Linked DNA regions of Mus musculus: regions 2, 3, 4, 5 and 6 are each linked to region 1. The links are chromatin contacts, called in public Hi-C and promoter capture Hi-C maps. All regions are on one chromosome and are shown on one strand. The core of a region is the stretch at or near the end of the contact, and the rest is flanking DNA. Distances in the headings are between cores, read along the strand shown. Region 1 holds the start of Lrguk (leucine-rich repeats and guanylate kinase domain containing). Region 2 holds the start of Cyren (cell cycle regulator of NHEJ). Region 3 holds the start of Agbl3 (ATP/GTP binding protein-like 3). Region 4 overlaps Exoc4 (exocyst complex component 4). Region 5 overlaps Exoc4 (exocyst complex component 4). Region 6 overlaps Exoc4 (exocyst complex component 4).

The links. Promoter capture Hi-C pulls out the DNA fragments that hold promoters and counts their contacts. A called contact is a pair of places that touch in the nucleus more often than the background predicts.
Region 2: a Hi-C map of CD4 T cells shows a contact between it and region 1, with 5 times the contacts expected there. The contact joins the promoter of Cyren here to the promoter of Lrguk in region 1. A contact is called at or near these places in 1 of 39 promoter capture datasets (hippocampal neurons) and 1 of 484 Hi-C or Micro-C datasets (CD4 T cells).
Region 3: a promoter capture Hi-C map of pre-B cells shows a contact between it and region 1, with 4 times the contacts expected there. The contact joins the promoter of Agbl3 here to the promoter of Lrguk in region 1. A contact is called at or near these places in 2 of 39 promoter capture datasets (cranial neural crest and pre-B cells).
Region 4: a contact with region 1 is called in a promoter capture Hi-C map of embryonic stem cells, with 4 times the contacts expected there. The contact joins the enhancer-like site here to the promoter of Lrguk in region 1. A contact is called at or near these places in 10 of 39 promoter capture datasets (the 3T3-L1 cell line, the C10 cell line, HPC-7-derived erythroid cells and 5 more), 1 of 484 Hi-C or Micro-C datasets (myocytes) and 2 of 9 other capture datasets (adipose tissue and liver).
Region 5: a promoter capture Hi-C map of the C10 cell line shows a contact between it and region 1, with 6 times the contacts expected there. The contact joins the enhancer-like site here to the promoter of Lrguk in region 1. A contact is called at or near these places in 8 of 39 promoter capture datasets (the C10 cell line, embryonic stem cells, frontonasal cranial neural crest and 3 more), 1 of 15 datasets of contacts at CTCF or cohesin (the NIH/3T3 cell line), 1 of 115 datasets of contacts at active chromatin or transcription factors (forebrain) and 2 of 9 other capture datasets (adipose tissue and embryonic stem cells).
Region 6: a Hi-C map of myeloid progenitors shows a contact between it and region 1, with 2.7 times the contacts expected there. The contact joins the enhancer-like site here to the promoter of Lrguk in region 1. A contact is called at or near these places in 12 of 39 promoter capture datasets (the 3T3-L1 cell line, 3T3-L1-derived adipocytes, the C10 cell line and 6 more), 7 of 484 Hi-C or Micro-C datasets (the G1E-ER4 cell line, the HL-1 cell line, cortical neurons and 3 more), 1 of 115 datasets of contacts at active chromatin or transcription factors (astrocytes) and 2 of 9 other capture datasets (embryonic stem cells and macrophages).

Annotation. Positions count from the first base shown.
Region 1 is chr6:34,027,998-34,030,764 of GRCm38.p6, reverse strand. Lrguk (leucine-rich repeats and guanylate kinase domain containing) reads right to left here and starts at 1,317. Exons shown (of 20, transcript NM_028886.1): 1 at 1,012-1,317. The coding sequence starts at 1,308. Gm38786 (a long non-coding RNA gene) reads left to right here and starts at 1,041. Exons shown (of 4, transcript XR_868961.1): 1 at 1,041-1,125.
Region 2 is chr6:34,876,702-34,879,468 of GRCm38.p6, reverse strand. It overlaps Cyren (cell cycle regulator of NHEJ), which reads left to right and starts at 1,404. Exons shown (of 4, transcript NM_001135611.1): 1 at 1,404-1,569; 2 at 2,698-2,767.
Region 3 is chr6:34,779,014-34,781,780 of GRCm38.p6, reverse strand. It overlaps Agbl3 (ATP/GTP binding protein-like 3), which reads right to left and starts at 1,349. Exons shown (of 20, transcript NM_001289656.1): 1 at 722-1,349.
Region 4 is chr6:33,289,005-33,291,771 of GRCm38.p6, reverse strand. The region is part of intron 3 of Exoc4 (exocyst complex component 4); the gene reads right to left. Among named protein-coding and RNA genes, the nearest start is that of Exoc4, 41 kb to the right of the region's middle. Within about 2 kb of position 1,396, at least 9 of the 459 cell types and tissues checked have an H3K27ac peak or open chromatin away from gene starts, as enhancers often do. A contact at or near this core is called in embryonic stem cells, where this site is marked.
Region 5 is chr6:33,321,635-33,324,401 of GRCm38.p6, reverse strand. The region is part of intron 5 of Exoc4 (exocyst complex component 4); the gene reads right to left. Among named protein-coding and RNA genes, the nearest start is that of Exoc4, 74 kb to the right of the region's middle. Within about 2 kb of position 1,376, at least 12 of the 459 cell types and tissues checked have an H3K27ac peak or open chromatin away from gene starts, as enhancers often do.
Region 6 is chr6:33,399,990-33,402,756 of GRCm38.p6, reverse strand. All of the region lies in intron 7 of Exoc4 (exocyst complex component 4), which reads right to left. Among named protein-coding and RNA genes, the nearest start is that of Gm38785, 41 kb to the left of the region's middle. Within about 2 kb of position 1,381, at least 20 of the 459 cell types and tissues checked have an H3K27ac peak or open chromatin away from gene starts, as enhancers often do. A contact at or near this core is called in the HL-1 cell line and myeloid progenitors, where this site is marked.

The DNA.
Region 1 (2,767 bases), core at 68-2,567:
CCAAATATTCCAAGTGCAGGAAAGGGCATTAGAGACAAGAGCCCAGGGAAAGGAGGGCAGAAGTGGAGTAACGGGAGGTCAGAGGCAGGAAGGACAAGAAAGAAGGCAAACCAGGAGCCATGTTTGACAGGGGGAGAAAGGTGGCTTGTGAAGAAGCTGAGGGAAAAGAAGGGGGAGCAGCGAAAAAAGGCAAGAAGTGAAATCAAGAAAGATGTTGGTTCTGAGTAGCTATGACAGAGAGAAAAGCCTAACTGGGTATGAGAGGGAAACAGATCAACCTACGATTTTGAAAAAGCACAATAAATAGAAGCCAATACTAGGAGTAAGGGAATGCAAGGTGGAAGGAAGCGAAGGGATGAGGAAGGACAGTCGGTGTGTGGGAATACAGTCAAGTGGGGAAGGGAAGTGGAATCAGGAGATTAGGAAAATAGTTAAGAGCGTTGGGAACGCTCCCCATAAGCCAAACTCTGCCAACTAGGGGTGAGCTGGCTCTCTCTGATCATGCTGTGGCTCCCTTCTAACCAGAAAGAGTGGGAGTGCTTAAATAGGCACACAAATACCCCGAGCAGAAGTAACATATAAAACGTATACATTATTTCGTCTTCAGCAGAGCATTGGGATTTTTTTTTAAACCACCCTGGAGGAAGGAAGAAGATGAATGGCCCGCATAATTTTGTCAATGCGTAATTTTGAAAGCATTAAACCCATACTGGTACACTGATTTTTTTCCCCCCGTTATAACAGTGTGTAATCTGACAGATAAGAAACTAGGAAAAGAAAGTAAATATTTGGAGGGTTTCACCCCCTTTCTCCAAGACAGGAGGTGAAGCACACGAGAAATGGGGGAATAAAAATAAGCAGCAAAGAAAAGCCCTTGCCCTCTGGCTAGAGTGGAGTGGGCTGAGCCCAGGGCTAGAGAAGGCAGAAGCAAGCTGCCGCTGAGGCAGCCAGGTTGAGCGGCTGGAGGATGCCTGAGACTGGGGTGCGGGTTGGGGAGGGGGGGAGGCACACCTCCAAATTCTGCATTTCGGACTCCTCTGACTCTTCAGATTCTCCGTCCTCCTGTTGCTTCTCTTCTTGCTCCGCTTCTGCCTCATGAGAGCGGTGGATGAGCTGGTGGAGGAGGTAAGAGGAGGCGCTTCTGAAAGTCCCTTTTGACTTCAGACCCAGGGGGAAAGAAGGCCAACGGCCCTGACTTTGTTTTTCTGTGAGCGACAGTATCGCCTGGGCTGCAATGCGAGAGGCGCCCAAACCCCGCCTGAAACGGGTGCCTTTCCATCTCGAGGGATTTCGCTCGAAGGCCGCCATCTTGTTTATACGCGTTGCCTAGGAGACTGACGTCATGGCCCGCGGCGCTGCAAGGAACTCTGGGGGGCTGTAGTCCAAGCTTCCGTACTTGCACATTCTGTCAAGGTCTCCATTGGCGTTCACTTTTGCAGCGTTCTGCTGCTTCTTTTATTTTCCTCTTTACGTTCAGTGGCTAGTGTTGTTCCTTTTTGCATGTACTTTTAATCCCTTTTCTCCACCCACTTTCTTTGTCTTCTTGCTGCCTGTCCTTCTTTGAGCTTGTTCACCTCACATTTGATAACATTCACACAAGCATCTCCAGTCTGGCTTCATTCACACCATCGAACTTTGGAAGCATTTGACATCCCTAATTCTGTCGGTCGGAAAGCTAGTAAAGATGAAATTTAACACTATGCACAGCGCCGTGGGAGGAGATGAGGCCGTGACATAGAAGATTGAAAAGACCTGACTCCTCTCCTTTTCCTTTCATTGTAGATAATGAAGAGAAACTACCAAAGGATTTTAAGAGCTCATTTGTAGTTAATTTACATACCTGTCCAACTCTGAGTCTGGTCCTTGGGAAGAAAAAAGCTAGCAGTGGGACCAGAGGGGCAGATTGGGGAAGGGAAGGAAGGGAAAGGGAGGAGAGAAAAGGAAAATAAATCAAACTAATTGTAGTGTATCTGAACCCCTGTGAAGAGGTTAGTATTCCATCAATAATTAGTCAAGTGACCTGCATCTGTAATTATTTTCATCCTGCTGAATAGTTTTATCAAATGTTCTTCTTGAAGGATTAGAAAAGGCATGGCATTCTGCTAGTGTGATTTTATGAAACCCAAATCCTATAGCCTTAAGCTCCACAAAATAGACATGCTATAGAAAAACAGAACGAGAACTGTAGCAACTATTATTGCCATAGCAATGACAACAGAGATCCTGACAGGGAAGTTGTCTTCATCCTCTGGCCTTACTGGGCCATTTCTCCATGCTTCAGTGACAGCCATTACAAATACAAAATGATCCTATCAATGGCTGTCAGGGGAAAAGGAGAAAAAATTCTTATGGACACCATCCATTGACTATTATCTTTCTTAGTGCTTGAGGGACCATTAAAACTGACATAAAGCTTTCAGAATTACCTTCCTTCATTATCTTGCGGCTCGTAACTGGAAAGGGCGCAATGAAAGTATCTCTCTGCTAGGTTTGCCTTGCCTGTTATTTCTTTTCCTAGTGGGTACCGATTTTGACAAGGGATTTCTCTCCAACCTCATTGCCTTAGGGTCTGGATCCACCTAACTAAGAAGACTAGAGTGTTCGCTCTGCTCTTGCAGAAATTATAAAAACGCAAACCCTATGTGTGTCTTCAATAACTTAATCAGCATTTGTAGCAGAGGGAACTTTGCTAACGGCAATCTACTGAGAAAAATGTTTGATGGTAGAGTTAGGATCTGTCAAAGAATAATTTCAAAACATGAAAAAC
Region 2 (2,767 bases), core at 155-2,654, 850 kb before region 1:
AGAACATTCCAGAGCTTGTTCCTCCCCAACCCCTCCCAGGAAGAATGCATCCTTCAAAGCGCCTCTTTGGAACCCCTGAGGGCCTTAGTAGGGCTCTGTCCTTTGCTGTCCTTGAGTGAAGGTGTTGTGGGGCACAACCAAGAAGGCAGGTCACACTGCAAACCTTGAGTCACTCTTCTGGGGGCTGAGAACCTCGCCTGGCAGGTGCAAGTCTGCATTTCCCTCCCTGTGCCCTGGGGCCCTGTCTCTGCTGAGCCCCAAACCCATGCCCAGGAGCTCGGTGTGGGGTCTGGAAGTACAGTCACGATTACAGTGCCTGCTGACTAAATGAAGCTGACGGACACTTGTTACTATAGCCAATAAATTTATCTGCCAATTTAAAAATAATAAAACCCATGTGGACTCCAGCACAGGCAAGTCTCCTAGCTTGGTCTTTCCCTCCTGCTGCTGGGGTCTTTGCTGACAACAGGCTCTGTATGCAGCCACACAGGTCTTTAGCCTTATTTGCTGGGTGGCCATGGAGAAGTTTTAAGAGATGTGCAGGGTCGGGAGAGTTATTAAGAATCAAAGGAATCCAAGAATGGAAGGATGCCCTCTCACCCAGCATTAGGCTTGCTTGGCTCACATCAGATGAGGTAGAGGGCCCGCCCTATTTACAGTCAATGAATGCTACTTTCTTGACAGCTAGGGGCTGCCCTCCCAGAAAGGTGGCAGCCTGGCCTGGTTCAAGAGCAGCTAAAATGACTCTAGGGGTCATCTGTGGGATTGGAAGCCATTGGTTTATCCCATTAAGAGTTGGGGCCTTTAATTTCCTGGTCCGAGCTATCAGTTTAGGATTGAGGATTAGCATTAGGGAAAGGCTATGGAGAAACCGTGCTCAATAGGGGAGCTGTGGGTGCCCCAGTCCAGAGTGCGGTGTTGACCTGCTGTTGTAAATCGAACTTGGTCACTCTTGATTTCTCCGTTTGGGGGCAGACAGAATCAGATCTGAGGTTTCCTTTGCTCCAGCGCTCCAGAGAAGAACCTCCCCTGTGAGGGCCTCCTACTGTGTTTTTTTCAGTCGTCTTCCTTGGCTTTTTCCCCAACCACCCAGGTTGCCTTAAAATCATGCATGCGTTTAGCTGAAAGATTCCGGACACCTGGGAGCTAGCTTGGCGCCTCCTCCACTTCTGCAGAGGGAACCTTTCTTTGCTTCCCCTAGTTACTGACTCTGGCCGCTAAGAACCAACGGCTGCGCCTCCGTCACAACAGCTGACAGAAACAGGAGCCTGCGGATGTGACCCGCGGTCTGCAGGGGGCACCCGGGGCCCTAGCGGCCAGCCAGCGCCCGGGTCCGGAGCGCGCACGCCGGGAGCGCGCAGGAGCCGGAAGGGGCGGGCGGTGGGATGCGTGCGCGTCTCGCAGTTCTGAATCCCCGGAACCCACGGGAAGGACCGCAGCGCTGCCCTCCCCTCTTGCCCACGGTTCCATCCTGTCCCCAGGCCCCCGGCTCTGCGCCCTCTGCGGTAGGGAGGGAGTGGCGCGGCCAGCTCCGCGCTAGTGCAGCGACGTCCCGCGTGTGCCTTCTGGGTGAGATTTTCCAGGGACCCAACGGGCCCGACCCGATCAGCGCTGAGCTCCAGAAACCTTGCGGCGGGCAGGACCTGGCTGCTGGCTCGATGGTCGATATCCAGCTTTCTACGACTTTGTGCACGCTAATTCTTAACCACGTCTGTTTCTCGTCTATAAAATGGACATGATACACATGTACTGCCGGGTCTGACTCATTTCTGTACACTGTCACTCACTGGATGGTATTCCTCTTAATCGACTTCTGTTCTGTGGCTGGACAAGTTGTTTGGTTTAAATGAAGTTATAAACAGTCATTCTGGATGAGCCAAAATTGTCTACTGGTGTATGTTGGGGGCAGGGGGAGCACTGCCCATTGAAATGTGTGAATTAGAAAGCCTGGGGGATTTAGTAATTGATATGTTTTGTAAAATGTGGTATGGGAGGGAGGGAGGGGGTGCCTTAAGCGGGCCCAAGCTGAACCCCCTCCTACTCCCAGGTATCAGCCATATGATGGGTCTAGTATAAAAAGAAGTTTATTTGGGGACATGAGAAGGGGGGTTGAGAAGGGAGTAGAGGCAGAGAAAGAGGGGACAGAGAGGGACAGAAAGAGAGAGAGGGACAGAAAGAGAGAAAGGGAACAAAGAAGAGGGAACATGTGGAGAGAGAAGTGGGGAGGGGGGTTCAGAGAGCATGAGAGAGGCCAGATAGTCCTTTTATAGCAAGCCAGGTTTGTACCTGGCTGTTGCTAGGTAGTTGAGTGGAGCCTAGAAGGAACGTTAGCATGCTAACAGTAACCAAATCACAGTAGAGGTGAGAAGTTTGTGACATAGATGGAGATGGACGATTGGGCCAGAATCCCCTTTCTTCCTTCCTTTGGGCTGTAGAAATGACAGGAAAGCATTTCTTGTTGCTGCAACTGCCTGTGTGGGGCACAGAGCAGGGGAGGGGCTACAGATATCTGTCTGCAGGCCCCATGTCCTATCTGCTGCTAGTCCTCCATGTGACACAGTGTACATGGCTTGGCCTTCTGGGCTCTGCTCACCTCTGGGTCACCTCAGGTCTGCCCTACACTGACTAGTAATTACTGCTGGTAAGTTGGAAGAGCGTTGACTTACTAGAATCTACTGACTTGGTTCCTCCTTGTAGGCATTGAAGATCGGCACCCACTGGGGTCAGATGAGCCTGGTGTGACAAGAGAGTGTGAGTTTTGGTCCTG
Region 3 (2,767 bases), core at 100-2,599, 750 kb before region 1:
AGAGGATATGTATCTGAGAGGGTTGGAAGGGGGATAAATGATGTAATTATATTTTAATTAAATAAAAAATTTAAGATGATGAGTGGATATGGAATGGGGGTGTGAATTTTAGAAGAGATGAAGGGGGATATATTTATAACCTGTCAGTATGTTTTATGAACAAAAATAAAACTTAAAAAATCTGTTGAAACAAGAGAGACAAATCACGTAAATAATTTAGTTGAAAAACTTCCACAGTATATAGCCAGGCCATTTACATTTTATATTCATAACTAAACACTACACTGCAATAGTAAATGGGGATTGTCTTCACGCATTAAAAAGTACACAAGAAAAGTTATAATTATTCAGACAATAAAATGTAGCAATAGTGTAAAAACTTTCCCCTTTCTCTTGAACTTTCAGTTGACCCGAGCTTCAGTGTGTATAACTTAAGTTTCTCTTTAACCGTGATCATTACTGTATATTTAACTTTTAAAGCCAATGACACCATTTGTATTGGAATAGCTACCAGAAGGTCCGGCTGGAGATGACCACTGTTGCTTCTAGGCAAGCCTGAAATTGGCATTTTACTAAAATGACATTTTCCTCCTGCTACACATGCCAGTGATTGTGCCTTTGGGGATAATACAGTTTTAGGTATACGTTTCCTCTTTTCTTATTTGCAATGAAATCATCCTTGCCAAGCTTTTACACTTTGGAGGACACCAAAAGAATTTACCAATTTCACAACTACTGGTGTTTGGTTCTCTCTAAAAGCGAGCCTTTTGACCACCGCCGACAAACACCTTCTCAGCCCCCGGTTGACGTCTACAGACGAGCGCGTTCGGGGGCGCGGACGGCGCGGAAGGCCTCGCGAAGCTTCATCATAAACGCCAACTGCAGTCGAGAGAGCGGTTTCTAGGTGACATCTCGGGGCGGAGACCGAAGCTTCAGCCCCGGATGACGGCTCGAAATTACGACAACCCGCCGGGACGCCCGGCGGCAGCTCCTTACGTGCGCGGACGAGGCGTGCAGGCGCTAGGCGCCGGAAGCCCGCGGACGCCGGTCCGCGCCCGAAGCGGCGAGCGGGGGGCGTGCGGCCGCGCCAGGCCTTCTCTCGGGGCGGGACCCGCGCGGAGCCTCCTCACTCACGCGGGCCCCGCGCCGTCCCGCGCCGAGGGCCGCATTTCCCCCGCTCCCCGCTGCCTAAGCGGCGCGTCCGCCGCCCGCCTCGTTCCCTGGGCCTCTTCAAGTCCGCCGGTCGTCCCACCCCTGCCGGGAGAATACTTTAGGATGTCCCCCAGGCACCGGGCGACGACAGGGTCAGAGCAAATGCCATCGAAATTCAGCGGTCGCTGAGAGAGCAGGCCGCTTGTTGCCAGGGCAACGGCTGTACTCTCGCGAGACTTTGGGGAGCTTTAGTGATTTCTTCCTAGGGACAGCTGTGAAGGTGGTGAGGTTTTTGGCGGGAGACATTGATGCTAGGGGATGATGGGAACTCCTGGCTTGGCTTATGGTATGGACCGGTTTGAGCATTGCAGGAGGGAGAGTTTAGCACTGGGGAAGATGCGACTGCAGTTTGTTCTGAGTGACTATAACTTGTTTGCTAGGTGCCTGCGCTGAGAAGGCAGTAGAACATACAGTTTAAGGCTTGTGTCTAGAGCCCCCCTTGACTTTTAACAACCTGATGACCACGGGCAAGTTAATTTTCTGAACTGAACCTTATTAATAAAAATGAACTAATTTATTTGAAGTTAAAAGGTTGAGTTCTATTTTGCACAATTATAATTCATTCTTATTCTGGAAGTGAGACTTAAAATACTTGATTTGGAGGAGTCATGGTTATATGTATAAGGGTAAATTCTCAAAAATTTCATCAGCTTAGAAATTCTTTGTTAGCCAACACTTTCACAAAGCAAATCTCCCACCTTGCCTTATTTAAGTCAATAAGACCCCCACAGCAGTCTTAGGATCTGTGTTTGTGTGTGTATATTTAACCCTGATTTGTTGGTCACTTTTCACTTTGGTGGATAATACAGTTGGAACAGTTTTCCAAGTAAAGTTAATAAAAGAAAAACCCATATAGACAAAAAGAATGAGGAGGTGTTCAGTGCCCTCATGGTTCGCATTAAGCGCTTCAGTTTCAGCATGGAAATGGGTTAGCATCTCTAGATTTGTTAACTTTCTGGGAATGTGTTTGTGTCAGACCTTGAGACTTTCTGTTTCTTTGGGCATTGGCCTGAGGAAATGAAGTGTGCCATTGATCACACTTGTTTGAAAACTAGTCTTCATAGTTAGTTGTGCTTGGTTTTATGCCATGTGTATATCACTAACGGAGACAATGCTCAGAGACTCTCTGGTTTGAGGGTATCCTCAAAGCTCCAGTACCGAAATTTACTTGCTCCTGTGGATATGTAAGAACAGAAACATAACCCTACTTCTGTTTATATGTGGGGCCGTTCAGGGGTAAGTAAGATGAATGAGACCATCGGCGTGGAGTTCTCATAATTAAAACTTAGTGGCTCTATAGGACAACAGAGGGCACCCACTCCCAGTTTCTGCTAAGGGGTACCATTTGGTCACTTGGGACTCTCTGCCTGCAAGTCCGTCACCAAATGTGTTCCCTTGGCTTGTACCACTAGAATCACAGTCAAGCTAGACTTTTCTTAAAACATCCCCCGCTGGTGGTATTGTGCTGTTGGACAGTAAATAGGGTAAGCCAGTTTGTTTTATATGGAATCTATTGTTTTTTGTTGTTGTTGTTGTTGTTGTTGTTTTGTTTCTC
Region 4 (2,767 bases), core at 147-2,646, 740 kb after region 1:
TACATCTACACAATGGAGTACTACTCAGCTATTAAAAAGAATGAATTTATGAAATTCCTAGCCAAATGGATGGACCTGGAGGGCATCATCCTGAGTGAGGTAACACATTCACAAAGGAACTCACACAATATGTACTCACTGATAAGTGGATATTAGCCCCAAACCTAGGATTCCCAAGATATAAGGTACAATTTGCTAAACACATGAAACTCAAGAAGAATGAAGACTGAAGTGTGGATACTATGCCCCTCCTTAGAATTAGGAACAAAACACCCATGGAAGGAGTTACAGAGACAAAGTTTGGAGCTGAGATGAAAGGATGGACCATGTAGAGACTGCCATATCCAGGGATCCACCCCATAATCAGCACCCAAACGCTGACACCATTGCATACCCTAGCAAGATTTTATTGAAAGGACCCAGATGTAGCTATCTCTTGTGAGACTATGCCGGGGCCTAGCAAACACAGAAGTGGATGCTCACAGTCAGCTAATGGATGGATCACAGGGCTCCCAATGGAGGAGCTAGAGAAAGAACCCAAGGAGCTAAAGGGATCTGCAATCCTATAGGTGGAACAACATTATGAACTAACCAGTACCCCGGAGCTCTTGACTCTAGCTGCATATGTAACAAAAGATGGCCTAATCGGCCATCACTGGAAAGAGAGGCCCATTGGACACGTAAACTTTGTATGCCCCAGTACAGCGGAACGCCAGGGCCAAAAAGGGGGAGTGGGTGGGTAGGGGAGTGGGGGTGGGTGGGTATGGGGGACTTTTGGTATAGCATTGGAAATGTAAATGAGCTAAATACCTAATAAAAAATGGAAAGAAAAAAAAAAGAAAGTAATAGTTTTTTTAAAAAAATTTGGTAGAGATATTCACAGAGATAAATGATATTAGCAACTATCTCCAAAAGAAATTAAGACACAAGCCAAAAAACGAGGAGAAGCAGGAGGCTTCAACCTCCTTCTCCTAGATAGCCTCCTACTCCCAAGTATCTACCTGAAGAGAGAGTGAACTGTAGACTGCCAGAGACACCAAACTCCAGGCCTCCCTGTGGATCCACTCTCATTTAGATCTCTAAGCAAACATGAGATCAAGGATTTGCAAAATTTTAAATATTTATCAGACAGGAACTAAGAAACACAACTGAATGAAGCTTTAAAGGTAATAGGTTCAGGTATTACTACTTTCATGAGTCATAATGATCACATGTTGGCTATTTATTTAGCTTGTTTCAACTAGTGAAAACTATCACAAACAAAGAACAATCTTACAATCCCACAAAAAAAAATGTGCAAACAAAGCAAAAGTCGCATGACAAAGCAATTGTTTTCCTAAAAGGGTTACCAGAACCCAACCCAGTCTAGCAAGCACACAAAGGGCTATCTATCTATTATTCCTAAGTGCTCACTGGTGAGGACTGGACTACACAACCTGAGGAGACAGGTTCATCTACAACAGAAAAGGAGACATTTCTGGAAATATGAGTCCTTGCCAGGATTAACTACTTTTGATAAAATAAAAATTAAAAAGTTTCTCCCACAATTTAGTCATTTACTTTATATCAGACTCTAACAGAGTATAGAGGCTAAAATGGAGGGGTCCTCACTCATGGGGACTGAGAGAGAAAAAAAGGATTACAAAGAGTCAAGCATTGGCTGAAAGGACCCTAATATAGCTGTCTCTTGTGAGACTAGGCCGGGGCCTAGCAAAAACAGAAGTGGATGCTCACAGTCAGCTATTGGATGGAGCACAGGGCCCCCAATGGAGGAGCTAGAGAAAGTATCCAAGGAGCTAAAGAGATCTGCAACCCTGTAGGTGCAACAACATTATGAACTAACCAGTACCCCGGAGCTCTTGACTCTAGCTGCATATGTATCAAAAGATGGCCTAGTCAGCCATCACTGGAAAGAGAGGCCCATTGGACACGCAAACTTTATATGCCCCAGTACAGGGGAATGCCAGGGCCAAAAAATGGGAATGGGTAGGTAGGGAAGTGGGGGGGGGGGGGGTATGGGGGACTTTTGGGATAGCATTCTAAATGTAATTGAGGAAAATACGTAATAATAAAAATATTTTAAAAAAAGAGAGAGAGATGATGCAGCCTAAAAAAAAAAAAAACAAAAAAAAAAAAACAAAAAAACCAGCAATCTTCAGCAGAAGCGATATCGACTTTACACAAAAAAGATACTATTGCTTAGCTGCCGGTCCAGCTACTATTTACAGACTTGAGCGGATACTTCCCTGATAGTGATCCTTTTGGCCAAAGATAATAGTTTTGAAACAATTTTGAAAACCTTCCTAGTTTAACTTTGAAAAGGTCTAGTCTTTGCCTCCTTGAATGTACCCATGAGCTGTAATAGTACATGCAGCCAGGAATAAATATGCCCATTTGTTCCTGAATAAAAATATTTTGTGAAAAGACATCCTACCTGTTATTATTTTAGGCTGATAAACCTAACAGTTTGGGGAGCAGGACTGAAAGCTTTGCTCTATCTGGGATATCAGAGCACTACTGTAAAATGCTGTGTCCTTTACAGAACTCTGAAGAGTGTCCTCTTCCTAAAATCTGTACTAGGACCTTTCCTTAATGAATTCCCACTTTGCTAAATACATACACACACACACACACACACACACACACACTGCTACCCACAACTCTCTGTATTTAACTGCATCCAATGAATGAGACACAGTTTTACTACTAGGCTATAACACCGTAAGTAAGAGATATAAAGTATATAAAGTAAGTCCTGCTCACAAGA
Region 5 (2,767 bases), core at 127-2,626, 710 kb after region 1:
TACACAGTAGGCAAAGGACATGAGTAAACATTTTTCAAAGATGACAAACAAATAGGCAGCAAGCACATAAAAAGATGCTCAACATCACTAATCATTAGGGAAATGCAAATTAAAAACTACAATCAGATATAACCTCAGACCAATTAAGATGTCTTCTATCAGAAAGGGAAACAGAAAATGACAAGTGTGAAGAAACAGAGCCCATATGCACTGGTGATCAGAACAAACACGTGTAACTGCAGTGAAAACATGAGGCTCTTCTCAAAAGACGGAAACACAGACTCATCCTATGATCCAGCATCTCCACTTCTGGATACACATTCCAAAGACCTAATAGGACGATAAAGAAAATGTTTACAGCACCACACTGTTGCCATGCCATGACCTAGAAGCAACCCAAGTGTCCGTCAACATGTGAGTGGACAAACACATTAGCATCTCAGCAATGCAAGTGTTTGGCCTTGAGGAGGAAGGACGTTCTGACACACGTTACAATTTGGCTTGACCTTAACAGATTATGCTGAGCAAGACTTGCTGGTCACAAAGTACAAGCTCTGTGATTCCAATGATACGCAGTGCACAGAATAGTCAAATTCCCAGAAACTCAATGCTAGCTGCCAGAAATGAAGGAGAGGGGGAAAGAGCAGCTGATGCATACACTCAGGTACAGACACTCAGTTCTGAAAGATGAAAGCCACACGGCACTGTACACACAGAACACACTGAACTTACACACTGTGATGGTAGAGCATTCACAGGATTTTAAGCAGAATAGAAGAGATGTAAAGCTTACAACAGAAACGCCCTACACACAGGTTGGACTCCTGAGTTGGTTTCCCTTTTAAGTTTTCCGGATCAAAGCGCTGTCAAGAGTGTGACAACAGATACTCAAGTTTCCTTTGCACTCCTGCCAGAGGAATTTCCAACAGATATGCTGAAGTGGAAATACCAAACTATAGAGAATATCCTACCTTTTGTAGAAGAAAGAAGGGTCATGAGAAAAGATATGTTTGTCTAATTGTTTGTTTAAAAAAAAAAGATAAAGGAGAAATTAAATTGGATTAACAAGAGAGGCATAAATGATAGTGATGTCTTGAGAAGAGACACCCACCCAAGTACTTTTATACAGTTGGGATGTTTTGTGTATAGTTCACATGATTATAAAATAAACCAAAGTATATGAGAGAAAACACTGATGCAAAGGAACTGGAGTGAAATAAAAAGTAGCTTCCGATGCTTGCAAACAAATGTGAGAGTTTGAATGAGGACAGTCCACATGGGGCAGAAGTCCACACTTGGCCAGGTGGTGGCACTGCTAAGTAGTTGTATGTGTGACCTTGCTAGAGGAAGTGTGTCACTGGAGACCTGCCATTTCGAGTTTGCTGTCTCTATTTCCTGTTTGGGGCTCAGGACATAAGTTCTCCATGCTCCCTTCACCATGACCACCTGCTGCCACACTTCCTCACTGTGATGGCGAGAGACTCTTGTACCTACCTCTAGAGCTTAAGTCAAAGCCCTTCCCTCTCCAAGTTCCCTTTGTCTTTAGTGTTGATCACACCAATAGAAAAGTAATTCATACATACCCTAAGCCATAGAGCATGCAATACAAGAGGCTCCTAATTATAATCTGCTTTACCTACTTAACAGTTCAACCAATATCAGAGAAACTTCACGAAGTCAATGAAAATTAACAACTAAGAGTGTGCAGAGAATGAGAGACTTGGAAGCACTCAATCCTAAATGAATGTCTTCATCAACCCCTCTAAGCTTGGGGGGATGGATGACTCCAAGTAAACAGTGTACTCCAGAAAGAACAGAACTGATGCGTACAGGAACTCACAGAGTCTGGCAGAATGCACAAGAACTGCACAAGTGCAAGCCAGACAGGATCCCAGCAACAAGAGGGCAAGTGCACACAGGGTACCACTCCTAACCAAAATGCTAGTTGCAATATACTCTAGCAAAAGGAAAAGGTTTTCCAATGGAGTGTCACTGGGTACATCAACCACACTCCAGGATGAGCCCCACAAAATAAACTCCATGATCTATCGTTCTTTCTTCCTTTTTTTCCTTCCTTCCTTCCTTTCCTTCTTCGTCTTTCTTTTTTTCTTTTTTATCTTTTTGACTCCTTGTTTTGCTTTGTTGGGGGCATTTTTCTTGTTATTGGTGGTTGTCTTACAGGTTTTATGATTGTTTTGATTTTCACCTTCATTTTTGTGGGTTGCATTTGGCTTCTGGCTTTGTTTGGAGACAGAGGGGAAAAAAGAATGAACATAAAACTGAGCAGATAGGGAAGTTCGAGGAAATGGTATTAGTTGGGAGTGGGATGAACATGATCCAAATATATTCTATGGAAAACACTTTCCAAATAAATAAATAAATAAATAATTTTTAAAGTAATACATACTCTAAGCCATATAACCTATAATAAAACCCCTTACATTAAAGTTAATAAATTAATTTTGCATACGCCAGCAAGATTTTGCTGAAAGGACCCTGATATAGCTGTCTCTCATGAGGCTATGCCAGTGCCTGGCAAACACAGAAGTGGATGCTCACAGTCAGCTATTGGATGGAACACAGGGCCTCCAATGGAGAAGATAGAGAAAGTACCCAAGGAGCTGAAGGGGTCTGCAACCCTATAGGTGGAACAACAATATGAACTAACCAGTACCCTCAGAGCTCGTGTCTCTAGCTGCATATGTAGTAGATGATGGCCATCATTGGGAAGAGAGGCCCCTTGGTCTTGCAAACTTTATATGCCCCA
Region 6 (2,767 bases), core at 132-2,631, 630 kb after region 1:
ACACAGCTAGAAAACAATCATGCAGCCTTGTACCAGGTCATCAAAGACCAAGGGGTCAGGAAGAACCGGGAGCTAACACTGACTAAAGGCAAAGACAGGGGGAAGAGAATGGTAGACTGCGTGGCCCTTTAGCCTCTGAATGACTGTTAGGACGTCACCTCACTTCTCTAGGCACTATTTCCCTTTATGGAGGAGGTATGGCAGAGTAACTGGATTCACTAATTGAGAAACATGTACTAAGCACCTACTATTTACAGCACCGCACTAGACAGAGCAAATACAGCAAACAAAATGCACAAGACTAGAAAGACGGACTTGTCACAACTCTTTAGCTCTAAAATCCCATGACTTTCCAGAGCTTCACATAATAATTCAATCTACCATGCATGAGGTCCAAGGAGACTGGTTTAAAAAATCATTTTTCTGTAATATGTCTTTCAGATTTCAAATAATATGAACAAAATGGAAAGAATATAAAATAGTAGGGCTAACTTAAGAAACAGGTAGTTTCTTCAAAAAGTTAAATGCAAAGTTCCATGGGATGGCTCAGTAGATAAAGGCACTCACCAACAAAGCTGCCAACCTGACTTTGGCCCCATAACCCAGAGCTGAAGGAAGGAGCCATTTCCTCCAAGTAGTCCTCTCACCTCATGTGCTATGACACACATGTCATTTACTGTGTACATACACTAAGTAGATAGGTAAATGTGTAAATAAAAGAATAAATTAAACACACATATAAAAACAGTTTGAATGGAATTACCCTTTATCAGGGCAACAAAGCATCTATTAGACATCACAAGATGCCAAATTAAAAAGCCAATGCAATGAAGGGTTACTTCCTTTGGCGTTGTTGGCAAGTGAAGTCCCATCAATACACCCATCCCACACAATATTATAGGCTCTAGCCAATGCTTTTGGTTATCCTTCACAATGTGTCAGTAAGCCCACACTGCTGAAAACACTGTTTGCTGGAGTGACAGAACGAGGGAATTCAAGCTGGTGCTGAGTGGGAAGCTTCACCCCCACTGGCGAGAGTTCATAGTGCGAGAAGGTGCTGTGTACAGTACAAGAGGATAAAATGAATCGACAATCTTACCTAGCTGTGAGCCCTGTCACTACAATGACTGGCCTGACAGGACAGGCCCACTGGTACAACAGTAGCCAGAATGCCACTGGAGTACTCTCCATTTTCCAATTGAAGTTAAGGCCAAGAACATGTGGCTAGCCATGTCACAGTCCCTAGAAGGGAAGCTACTACTATCACTCTGCTAAATGGATAGTGTTGAGCCAGCTTCCACTGACTTATTGCTAAACCCATAAATGGATGCAAGAGCCAACTCTCAGCAGAGAAAGTTTCCCTTTGCAGCAGATGGTAATGAACACGGAGACCCACACGTGATCTAAGGGCAGAGAATGAGGAACTGAGACTGCTCCATGCTGAAGGTGCATCTAGATCACATGTGCTAATCCTAAGGCTCAGGGGTTGTGGCAGAAAAAGGTATGGAAGGATCACAAGACCCATAATGTGGATGACTGCAAGAAAACAGTGGCTTTCAAACACCACAGAGAAGTTGCACCAATGAATTCTCAGCAATTGAGCTAGCACAAACAAGACCTGAGCTGGCTCAGGCCAGACAAATCCAGCATGAAGAAGGGAGGTAAGCATAAAGTCTCACCACCGACAAAAAAATGTTGGCAGTTAATAGCTAATAAAAAGTGAGGTGTTTTTCTTAAATGGTACATGACCAAATGGGTGATTACATTCCAGTGAAGTCCACATACACAAGAGTATATGTGCAGAACCAACTATAACCAACTGTTTAAAAAGTCAAAAAGGTATTAAACCAATTTGGATGGTTAAGGAATGTGGAGAGGTGAGTGGAGGGGATGATGACAATCAAAATGCATTACATGGAATCTTCAAAGAATTAATAAAATTAAAAATATAAGAAACAGTAAGAATACTGGAACTGAGATAGGTAGGCTATTACACAAATGACCCTTAAAAACTTTACACTGTATAATAGACCAATACACAAAGGCAATGTAATGAACAATCTCATTTATAGAGAGTATAGAGAAAAAAATAGATATATGGAGTCAAAGGGAAGTTGGTGGTTACCAAAGGTTGAGAAAAAGGAAAAGGAGACACTGGTGATGGTGATTGACAGTTGATGACCAACTTCCTTTCTGAATGACAAACACATTCCAGTTTTAGAAAGTGTTGATAATTGAGAGAATATTAAAATATTAAAAGAAACTAATACTATCTTCTAAAATGATATTTTACTAAAGGTAAATTGTATCTTAACTTTTTAAAATTTCAAATTATTTAAAATTATACAAAAATGTTGGTTCTAATACTCAATAAAATAAATTAACTAACAAAAGGAAGGAAGGAAATTTCATAAACAAATGGAAGGCTGATAATTTCCTAAAGAAATATTTTAAATAATGTTCAAACCATTATTGCAAAGAAGTTTTATACTTGGTTCATTATTTTAGGTCCAAGGAAAACATCATTAAAATTGATTATCACACAACATAAAAAGCCATGTTTCTGTCAATTCTTTCCCTAATAGCCTAAGACTCCATTGTTTCAATACTATTGTACTTATTAAGTCATTATCCTACCCGCTTCTCCTTTATCAGTCTTTCCAACCCAACTATTAATAACCTTGATATTTATCCTGCAGTCATCTCTCCCTTGGTTAGTACTCACCCTGATCCTTCAGCTTTTCTGGGGCATCAATACACCTTCAGT